Regions from separate parts of the Rattus norvegicus genome. Here all the other regions are linked to region 2. The links are chromatin contacts, called in public Hi-C maps. All regions are on one chromosome and are shown on one strand. Each heading gives the region's core, a stretch centred on a gene start, on an enhancer-like site or on the middle of the called end of the contact. The rest is flanking DNA. Distances are from core to core; before and after follow the strand shown. Region 1 has its middle 300 kb from the start of Rgs22l. Region 2 has its middle 460 kb from the start of Pvt1. Region 3 has its middle 310 kb from the start of Pvt1.

The links. A called contact is a pair of places that touch in the nucleus more often than the background predicts.
Region 1: a Hi-C map of the Rat2 cell line shows a contact between it and region 2, with 2.3 times the contacts expected there. The contact joins two enhancer-like sites.
Region 3: a contact with region 2 is called in a Hi-C map of the A7r5 cell line, with 2.3 times the contacts expected there. The contact joins two enhancer-like sites. A contact is called at or near these places in 2 of 12 Hi-C or Micro-C datasets (the A7r5 cell line and mammary epithelial cells).

Annotation. Positions count from the first base shown.
Region 1 is chr7:96,207,143-96,210,114 of GRCr8, forward strand. No RefSeq gene overlaps it. Among named protein-coding and RNA genes, the nearest start is that of Rgs22l, 300 kb to the right of the region's middle. Within about 2 kb of position 1,654, at least 11 of the 93 cell types and tissues checked have an H3K27ac peak or open chromatin away from gene starts, as enhancers often do.
Region 2 is chr7:96,005,635-96,008,791 of GRCr8, forward strand. No RefSeq gene overlaps it. Among named protein-coding and RNA genes, the nearest start is that of Pvt1, 460 kb to the left of the region's middle. Within about 2 kb of position 1,622, at least 13 of the 93 cell types and tissues checked have an H3K27ac peak or open chromatin away from gene starts, as enhancers often do. A contact at or near this core is called in the A7r5 cell line, where this site is marked.
Region 3 is chr7:95,850,430-95,853,414 of GRCr8, forward strand. No RefSeq gene overlaps it. Among named protein-coding and RNA genes, the nearest start is that of Pvt1, 310 kb to the left of the region's middle. Within about 2 kb of position 1,427, at least 26 of the 93 cell types and tissues checked have an H3K27ac peak or open chromatin away from gene starts, as enhancers often do. A contact at or near this core is called in the A7r5 cell line, where this site is marked.

The DNA.
Region 1 (2,972 bases), core at 404-2,903, 200 kb after region 2:
TATAAATTTCATGAAGTCATTGTTTTTGATAGCTGAGTACTACTCCATTGTGTAGATGTATCACATTTTCTGTATCCATTCCTCTGTTGAAGGGCATCTCTTATATACTACTATTTTAATATTAAGCCTAGTATAAGTACCATTCCATTATTATTATAAAAGTATTATATTTAGGACAGTTAGTAATGTGTTCATTTTAGTCATGCATATTTTATAAAGCAAAGTATATGGTACATAATCAGTGACTCCTATTTGCACCATGAGTTTTTAAAAAGTAGTTTGGCAATTGATTAAGTAAAGAATGCTTGAGTGTTCACTTCAATAGCACATATGCTAAATGGTATGCATCTCAGATAGGAAATCAGGCATATTTGGTTCCTATTTCAGATCCAATTGTGCAGTGGATCAAATATCCCTGAATGGAATAGGGAAGGTACAAGTTATCAGCCTGTGTTTTTTCCTTTTCTTTTTTAATGATTTAAGAACATCAACATTTATTTATCATGATAAAAAGGAAGTGAGCTATGAATTATATCAAAGTGATAACAGAATACTTTCAGACCAAATTGCTTTGTTTCTGGAGATTTGCAAATGCTCAGATCTAATTACTGTTTCAAAGCATTGACATAGAAAAACAGTTTGTTATTCCAGGAAAAGTTGTTAAGCTAGGGAAACCTCCAAAAGCTATGGGTAGCTACTGCTATAACTGTTTGGTTGGGTTCACAAAGATTGTGTATGATTTCCTGTCTTGCCAGTTAATATCTAAGATCTGTAGCCTCTCTTGAAGACAAGTATTTTCATGTATAAAATATAGAATATGACATCAGTGATTCATATCAAGTCCTCACATCTTCTCTGATTTGGTGAAAAAGTTAATAAATTATTTTAAAGTACAATGATCAAAGCATATGTTACCATGTCATTGAGAAGACAGCCTAACATATGAAATGAGGGCTGAGACACTGCATGCAATATATAAAGAGCTGTGGTGAGCCTTTCCAGATCATCTAAGACACAGACACAGCTCTTCCTGACTTTGATTGTCTCCATTTCAGGCCTTTTGATGTGATACAATAATGGCTGTTTTGCTTCCATCCCAAAGTCAAATGAATGCTGTTTTTTGGAGGGGATGCGCTATGCAAAAGTGAGAACTTTGAGAGGATGTCTGAAATTAAATGGGACCTCTTCCCTGTCGAAGTGGAAGTACCTTGAGTAGTCAGAAAGTCTTCTCTTTGTCAACTTGGTGAAATGATACCCTTATGATCCTAGACTCCTGATCTCTTTATCTATGTGAATGAACAGATATTGATGGCAAGAATGAAGGGAGACTGGGTAAAAGCACGTTTTGGCACCTACTGTGTGTCAGATTGTGTCTCATGATGACATTTATTTATCATGCCATGTTAGTTTACTTTCCCTATTGCTGTGTTAAAGTTTAAGAAACAACTATGAAAACTTAAGAAATAAAGAGTTCCTTTGCCAGGTGATATGTTCCTTTTTACTCAGGAAAGCATTGGAAAAAGAGCCAATGGGTGTGTGTGTGTGTGTGTGTGTGTGTGTGTGTGTGTGTGTGGTGGTTCACACTGCATGGACAGATAGTCAGGAAGAAATCTAGGCTAGAAAGCCAAAAGACCCACTTCCTCCTCCAGTAATGCCTCACTCCCTTGAGGCTCTATAATCTTCCCAAACCATGTCACCAGCTGGAACCAAGTTTTCAAACATGTGAGTCACAGGGGATGATACAAAGCCAACAAGACAGACGTTACTTTGTGTGCAAAACAAATGAGAAAACAAAGGCTAAGAGGGCTTACATATTCTAGGCAAAGAACATCATGAGTACATAGGCCTACAGAAATTCCATTAGAACTTAAGATCCTATGAAGCAACACCATGGAGGCTTGCTGTATTTGCCAAGGTAGACTTATGCCATCCTTCATCACAAACTTAAGATTATACAGAACATTTCCTCATCCTTTCTCCTGGAACATACTCATTCTTGCCTGCATGTCATCTCACAACTTGAGGCCACTTCCGTGGTTAACTGGGAAAGGGTAGAAAGTGTGTCTTCATCTGGATTCCTGTCTTATGTGTCCTTCACAACTATGGTCTGTGGTCTGCTTATGTAGTAATAAAATAACCTTGCACTGAATTCCATCCAACATTCTCAGCAATCTTGAGACCCAAACGCATCACCTGTGGTTTGGCTTAGGAAGGCGTTGCTGTGGCAGCACCGGTCCTGACCATTTATCTTTCATTGCATTGCATTAATAATTCTCATCCATGTTTCAGTAGCTTGGCTAGCCGGCTCTCTTAGGGTGGTGTGAAAGGGTAGATCTATTCTGTGAATACAAAGAATAATTCTAAGAAAGAAGGACTTCTTTCAAGTTCCTTCGAAATTAAAGGGAGGGGGGGATATACAGCTGCATAGAGGCTTTGAAGATCCAAATCTCAGTAAGAATCCAGTCCTAGTGGAATACAGTGGTTGCTGATTTTCAAATGTTTTTTTTCCCTTCTTCTTTGTTGGCAAATGGGCTGGAATTAATGACTAACCAGTTCTTTTATCATCAAGGACTATTATTTTCTCACAATGACCTCAGAGTAGCCATGGCATTTATGATCTTATTCATACAGGCTCTTTGCCCAGAAACATAGGGGAATGAATCTTTCCTTAAAACGAAGAGTGTTACTGACTTCAGGGTACTCCACTTCCTAAGATAAGTTAGATATTTTTTCTGTTAATAACACCACATTTTAAATACATGAGGGTTACACTTATTCTCTGTCATTCTCTATCAAATGGCATGTCACCTCATTGGCCTTCATAAGACTAGGAAAAGACAAATCATGCCTTTCCAAGTGTTGCTGAAAGTTTTTCTTCTGAGTCTGCTAGAGAGGTAGAAAGCTCAGCCCGAAGTTTGTCTATCCATCTCAGTGATAGTTCCTAGTAACTCGGGGTTTCGTGGTTCTCTCAA
Region 2 (3,157 bases), core at 372-2,871:
ATTCTCTACCAGCAAGGATGTGTTTTGGTCTCCAATGTCTCATTAAAGAGCTAGTGTCAAATGACCACAAGATTGGGATGCATTTTCCACTTTACAATCTGGCCTACAACATCTTGAAATATAGGGTCTAGATTCCTCTGCCATGTGAAGCTGGAAGCTAGAAGTTCCCTGGGGAAATGCTAGCCATACCTTATCAGTTAACTATTACTTCATAACAAACCACAACAACACTGATGCTTAAAAAGTAATTATTATTTTTCTTGAGTCTACAGTGAAGCTGGACAGTTCTGCTAATCCTGGGTTGGGTTTGGCTGGTCTTGTCTGTTCTTTTTGTCACTTGCCAGCTGGTGGAACTAAGGGATGGCGGGCATTATATAGCTTCAGAAAGGACTTACCCTGTTCTTCACCACTCTAGTCTAAGCTTGTCCTCGAGTTTCAAAGCAACTGAAGGGTTGCTCAAGGTCTCCACTTCCTCCATGTTTTCTTTCGCAAAGTCAGATCTAAGGACAGAGCAGATGCAAGGTTGGGAATGTGGGCTTCTTCTTCTGATGGGCAGAGTTGCAATATCATATTGCCCGAAGCAGAATAGGAACTGGAAAAGATACCATCAATCTATCAACTACCCTTGAAGCACAGATGGAAACTGATTAAACTCAGATGGTGAAAACCATAGATGGCTCCTCTTCTCTTAGCTCTTTAGCTCTTTATCTGATCTTTTTTTGCACGTGATACTGCCCTAGGAAAACTTGCCTAATCTTTGCTGCCTAGACAATTAAGGGAGCTGGAAACTAATCTTTGTACATACAAATCAATTTAAAGTTGTTTATTTCACAACTAGCAGTTCTTCAGTGCTGTATTAAGGTCAGAGGGAAAACAGAACTGTTCCAACAGATCTTCCAATTCTGGGATTCAATCCCATAGATCAATCCAGTTCCATATATTGGTTGGTAACTATGGAACAGACTGATGAATGGGCCCTTTCCTTACAAATCATTCTTCTTCGTTTCACTAAGATTATTGGAATAAAGTTTTTTCTGTTGTCAGAATAGTGACTCCTTTTCTCAACCTGGTATCCAGAGCGTCCATGAATTACTTCTAACTTCTTTCTCCTAGCTCCTGGCTATTCTTGTGGGATACTGTCCAAACACTTGTTGCATGAGAATCGTCAGTGTTTCCTAAAACCGTGTAGCTGCATCCCATGCAGAGAGTTAATAATGCTTCTCTGCCTGTACTTCTTACTCCTTGACTCTCACCATTGCAATCCCCTGAGCCCAATAAATAGATCGTTAGATCAATAGATCAACAGCCTCCTCCACAGACCTCCTTCTTCCTTCCTACATAGAATTTATCTCTTCATTTCTGTTTCAGCTTTCTACTTTAAAATGCCCCTGTTCTTGCTTTCCTTGTTAGTGCATAGTCCCTCAAGACTGGGCCTCAGTCAATCACATCTTTGTCAAATAACTACTGTTGCCTTATAGCAAGTCCTGGGCCAGCACAATTGACCTATCTTGAATCTTTCTTTCTTCCACCTCCTCTGGAGCCCTGCCTCCACTGTTAGAGTCACAGAGAGTCAGGCCAATTTCCTGGCTCTGTAGCCAGCTGAGTAAGCTACACTTGAGTTGAGAGTTGCGATGTTCTTTTAGGCCTTGGACTTGGCAATGCTTAGTGGCCTAAATAAAGTCACCCTCTGAAAGAAAGACCAGTGATTCATTGTAATTCTTCCTCTGGCCACTCTTCTGAGGTTTGAACTTCCATGGCCTGCCTGATTGTATTTTTAGAGAGTTGCAGACTTCTTTGGCTTATTATAACAGTTATGAATGGCCTTTGAAAACCGAGGCCCCTGATTGTAATCCAAGTTGTTCAGGCAAAGATTCTTCATGATCTCACATTTGAACCCTTTAGTTTTAGATGCCCTGCTTTAATATTCATGTGGAAGAGTCATCTTAGACATTTGGAAGCAGGAGAATTCCAAATGGGATTATAGCCAACTTTTCTGGATTTGTAGGTCTGAGCAGAAACTCAGCCTGTGCAAACTTCTCAGACTTCTAGGGATTCTGGCTGCGAATAGATCATGATTTGAGAAAAGCTACTGTTGAATTGTAAGCAACAGGCAACAGAGAAACACGTTGGCTTTAGACTGGCAGCTGATGTGATTCCAGAGATACCAGTGTGGTCTGTCAACCCTGTCTCCTTTCTTCATGCTTCTCCTCTGCTTAAGGGATGTCCTTTAACTCCATCTGGCCTTGTTCAGATCCTATCTATAGTCTTCCTCATTCCATCATCTCCCAGCTAACTGCTTCCTTCATTTTCATCCTCCCAGAACTACTCGGTGCATATTGCAATAGATATATGGTATTAGGATATGACTAGGGATACCTGCTGTTTATACCCTCTGTAGTGTCCTTGCTTCTGCTGGTGACATACTGCTCCTCTCCACAGCCTTGCGTCCTCCCCTCTCTCACCAAGAATCAGCAGTCAGGCTCTGCTACACATGGTTTGATTTCATCATCAGATGGGTGCCTGGATAAAAGTTTTATCACTCTCACTGCCAACAAGTCTTGTGTGATTTTCCCACTGTCACATGACTAACTGACCAATGTGAAGTCCCATGAGACTGAACTTGGTATCACGGTTAAGGGGTCACAAGGCAGTAGCTTCTTTCATTTTTATTAAAATGTATTAGTTGTACAAATACACAGGGATTCATTATATTTCCATTCACATGTATTGTGTGCTCTGTTCATGTTTATTCTCTACTACTGTGTCTTGTCTCTTTCCCATATAGTCTCCCTACTTCCTTTTGTATATATAACATAGATGTCTCATATACAGACATGTATGTATAATATAGAGTCTGCATGTGACAGGAAAATATAGGTATTTTTATGTGGTTTACTTCGGTCATGATGATAATCCAGTTGCTTCAATTTTCATGCAAATGACATGACCTCACTTTTTGTGCATGGATAAAACTCTATTGTGTTTATGTTCCTTAATTTTCCTGCATACCTTTTCTTGGTGGACATGGGGACAAATTGCATATTTTGAATCTTTTGGATGGTTCATCAAGAAGCATGAATATTCAGGTAGCTCTGTGGCATGCGGACTTAGAATCCTCTGGGTATATTCCCAGCAGATGCATAGCTGGGTCATATGG
Region 3 (2,985 bases), core at 177-2,676, 160 kb before region 2:
CTGCCAAGGTCAGTGTGGTTATGATCCTGTCTTCTGAGCCCATGCTTCTCTACTTCCTCCAGAGTTTCAGGATATAAAGTTCACCTTTACATTCTGTCTATATCTTTGCCCTCCCTGAGCTTGACCCCCTGCTTCTGAAGAAGCGTGTTTACACTTACTCAGAAATCCTCAGTTCATATCCCTTTACTTGCCCCTTCTGTATGATTTTTTTTTTTAGACAAAACCACAAACCCAGATGGGCAATTAGAGATTCACAGTGGCAGTAATTTGGGATGATTTTGGCTAATTGCTGTCCTGTGTGAAAGAGGGCATCGTCTTTGACAGCTGGCCTGAGCAATCAGAAGTGTTTGAGGAGAGTTTCTCTTAGAGAAACTTTGAAAATGGTGGGGGCGGGGGTGGGCAGTGACCTGCTATAGTTAGTCAGAATGTTCTATTTGCCTTTAGCCCTGCACTGGCAAAACCCTGAGCTCTGGAAGACACTGCATGGATTAAATAGCTCTTTGAGTTTGTGAAGTTATAGTCTCACTTACAGTTTAACAAGTTTAACACAGGTTGCTACTTTGACTGTCTCAGCTGAACTGGGAGGATCCCTAGACACAGAGAAGATGGGGAATTTGATGACATTATATTTCCTCTCCTGAAGTTCACTGGGAGTAAATTGTATGACCCATTCCTTCCCTCCCTCCTTCCTCCATTTCTCTTTTCCTCCCTTCCTTTCTCCTCTTTCTCTTCCCTCCTCCTCCCTCTCCTCCCCCTCCTCCTCCCCCTCCTCCTCCTTCTTCTTCTCCTCCTCCTCCTCCTTCTTCTTCTTTTCCTCCTCCTCCTCCTCCCCCTCCTCCTCCCCCTCCTCCTCCTCCTTCTTCTTCTTTTCCTCCTCCTCCTCCTCCTCCTCCTCCTCCTCCTCCTCCTCCTCCTCCTCCTCCTCCTCCTCCTCCTCCTTCTTCTTCTTCTTCTTCTTCTTCTTCTTCTTCTTCTTCTTCTTCTTCTTCTTCTTCTTCTTCACTTTTCTGCTTCAGACAAATTAGCACACCACCAGAGAAAGAGGAAATCAATTTACATTCTTACTTTCTTCTAAGGGCAAAAGAATACACTGGTTCACTCTCCTTTTCCATCTCTGCCAGGGTCATCAGTGGGTGGCGTTAAGTGCTATGCAAAGTCTGGGAAAGGTCTTGTTGCCACACTTTGTGCTCTTGCCTTTCTATGTGTGGTTTGTGTCACCTCTGGGCACTGTCCCCATTCCAGTGAATGCAGCATGCTGGGATCACACTGTGAAGCTGTAGGGGGTGTCTGAGTTCACATGTCCTGCATTCCAGGCAAATGTTTTTAATATTGAGCAATGCTATGATTTGCCAGGGTGAGGTCTGTACAATTGGAATGCCACTGAAAAGGAAAGTCCCGGACAGATAGTGACTCAAATCATCTCCTCCACTCACAATCCTTGGGGCTTTAATTCCTTCTCAATTCCCTCATGATAAATACAGCTCAGTGTACTTACTGACCACACAGCTCTTATTGGTTCTGATAAGTACAACTTCCCAAGAGATAGGGACGCAAATTGTTATATTTTGTTGAGTCATGTGTACTCAGCAACTCTTTCCCAAACATTGCATCAGTAATTGGCAGCTCCCAGGTCTCTGCTGGATAACACTCCATGCCCAGGAAAAGCTCTATCCATTTCATTTAAAAAAAATGGTCTCCCTCTGTCTGGCTGTGATAGCTGGCTCTTAAGGAAGCTGAATCCCCGAGGGAGCAAAGACAAACTGCATTCTCAGATAAGTTAGAAAACTATAGTTATTGTACTTTCTACCTACACTGGTCTCCTAGCAACAAGACAGCTGGTGGCTTCTACCAGGAAAAGGAAGCCTGGAACTTGGGGGAGCCCGTCTGAATTCTTGTCCGCACAGTCTGCTTTATTTGAAGCTTGGCTGCATTCTTGGGTGTGGAGACCCAGAAGTCCAGTCATCGGAACATTCCTTGACCTTTACTTGACCTCCATCAATGAGCAGATAGAGGGAAAGCAGACGGGAGGTGCTTTCACAAGAATTTTTTTCACAAGAATCTCCTTGGTTCAGAACAGATAATTTCCTTTCATTTGAGGAGGGGCAGTTGGAAGGCTGCCTATGACATGGAGAGAAATCCCAGAAAAAGCAAGGAGCTAAGTGGGTGTCAGAAACCAGGGGTCCTACTGGTGTCAATCTCTTCCTGAGGAGCATGGACAGAGAATTCTTGTGCTCTTGTTCTGACATAGTGTTGACTTTTTCAAGTATAAAGTAAGGGGACTGAAATAGATGTCCTCTCAGGGTTGTATGCCTATATGTGTTTTTAAATAATTTCCCAAATATACTATCATATAATCAGCCTTTCTGTCTGTCTCTGTCTGTCTCTGTCTGTCTCTCTGTCTCTCTGTGTGTGTCTGTGTGTGTCTCTGTGTATATATGTATCTGTCTGCCTGTCTGTCTGCCTTTCCATCTCCCTTGTTTACTGAGCTCTTACTATGGAACAGGCACTGATTATGAATATCATTTCACTAGTTTCTAATCCATATTGTAGCAACTACTCAAAGGCTCTCATTTCTACTTCCTACTGGAGGTAGGTTATAGGTCCTTGGAATGTAGGGACTTGTCCTAATTGTCCCCTAACCTTGATATGTTGTGTGGCACACAGATAAGAAATAACTTCTTTAGCCAAACAAATTCAGCACACTCATGTACACACGTGCCTACCCAGACACACACTTGCACACCCACAGGTGCACAATATACACACTTGTTTACCCACATATACACATTCAGATATCCATGCCCACACGGCCACATAGATATACTAAAGAGCAATGAATATCAACCACCAGTGTTGCCAGGACTTTTAAGCCAGGGCCTGAATTTTAGAGCCATATTGCACGGGTAAAGTACCTAAAATGATCTGATAGCAATTGGTCTTTCATACATCACTCAGTAGCTTCTACAGATACAGTTTGCTACTCTT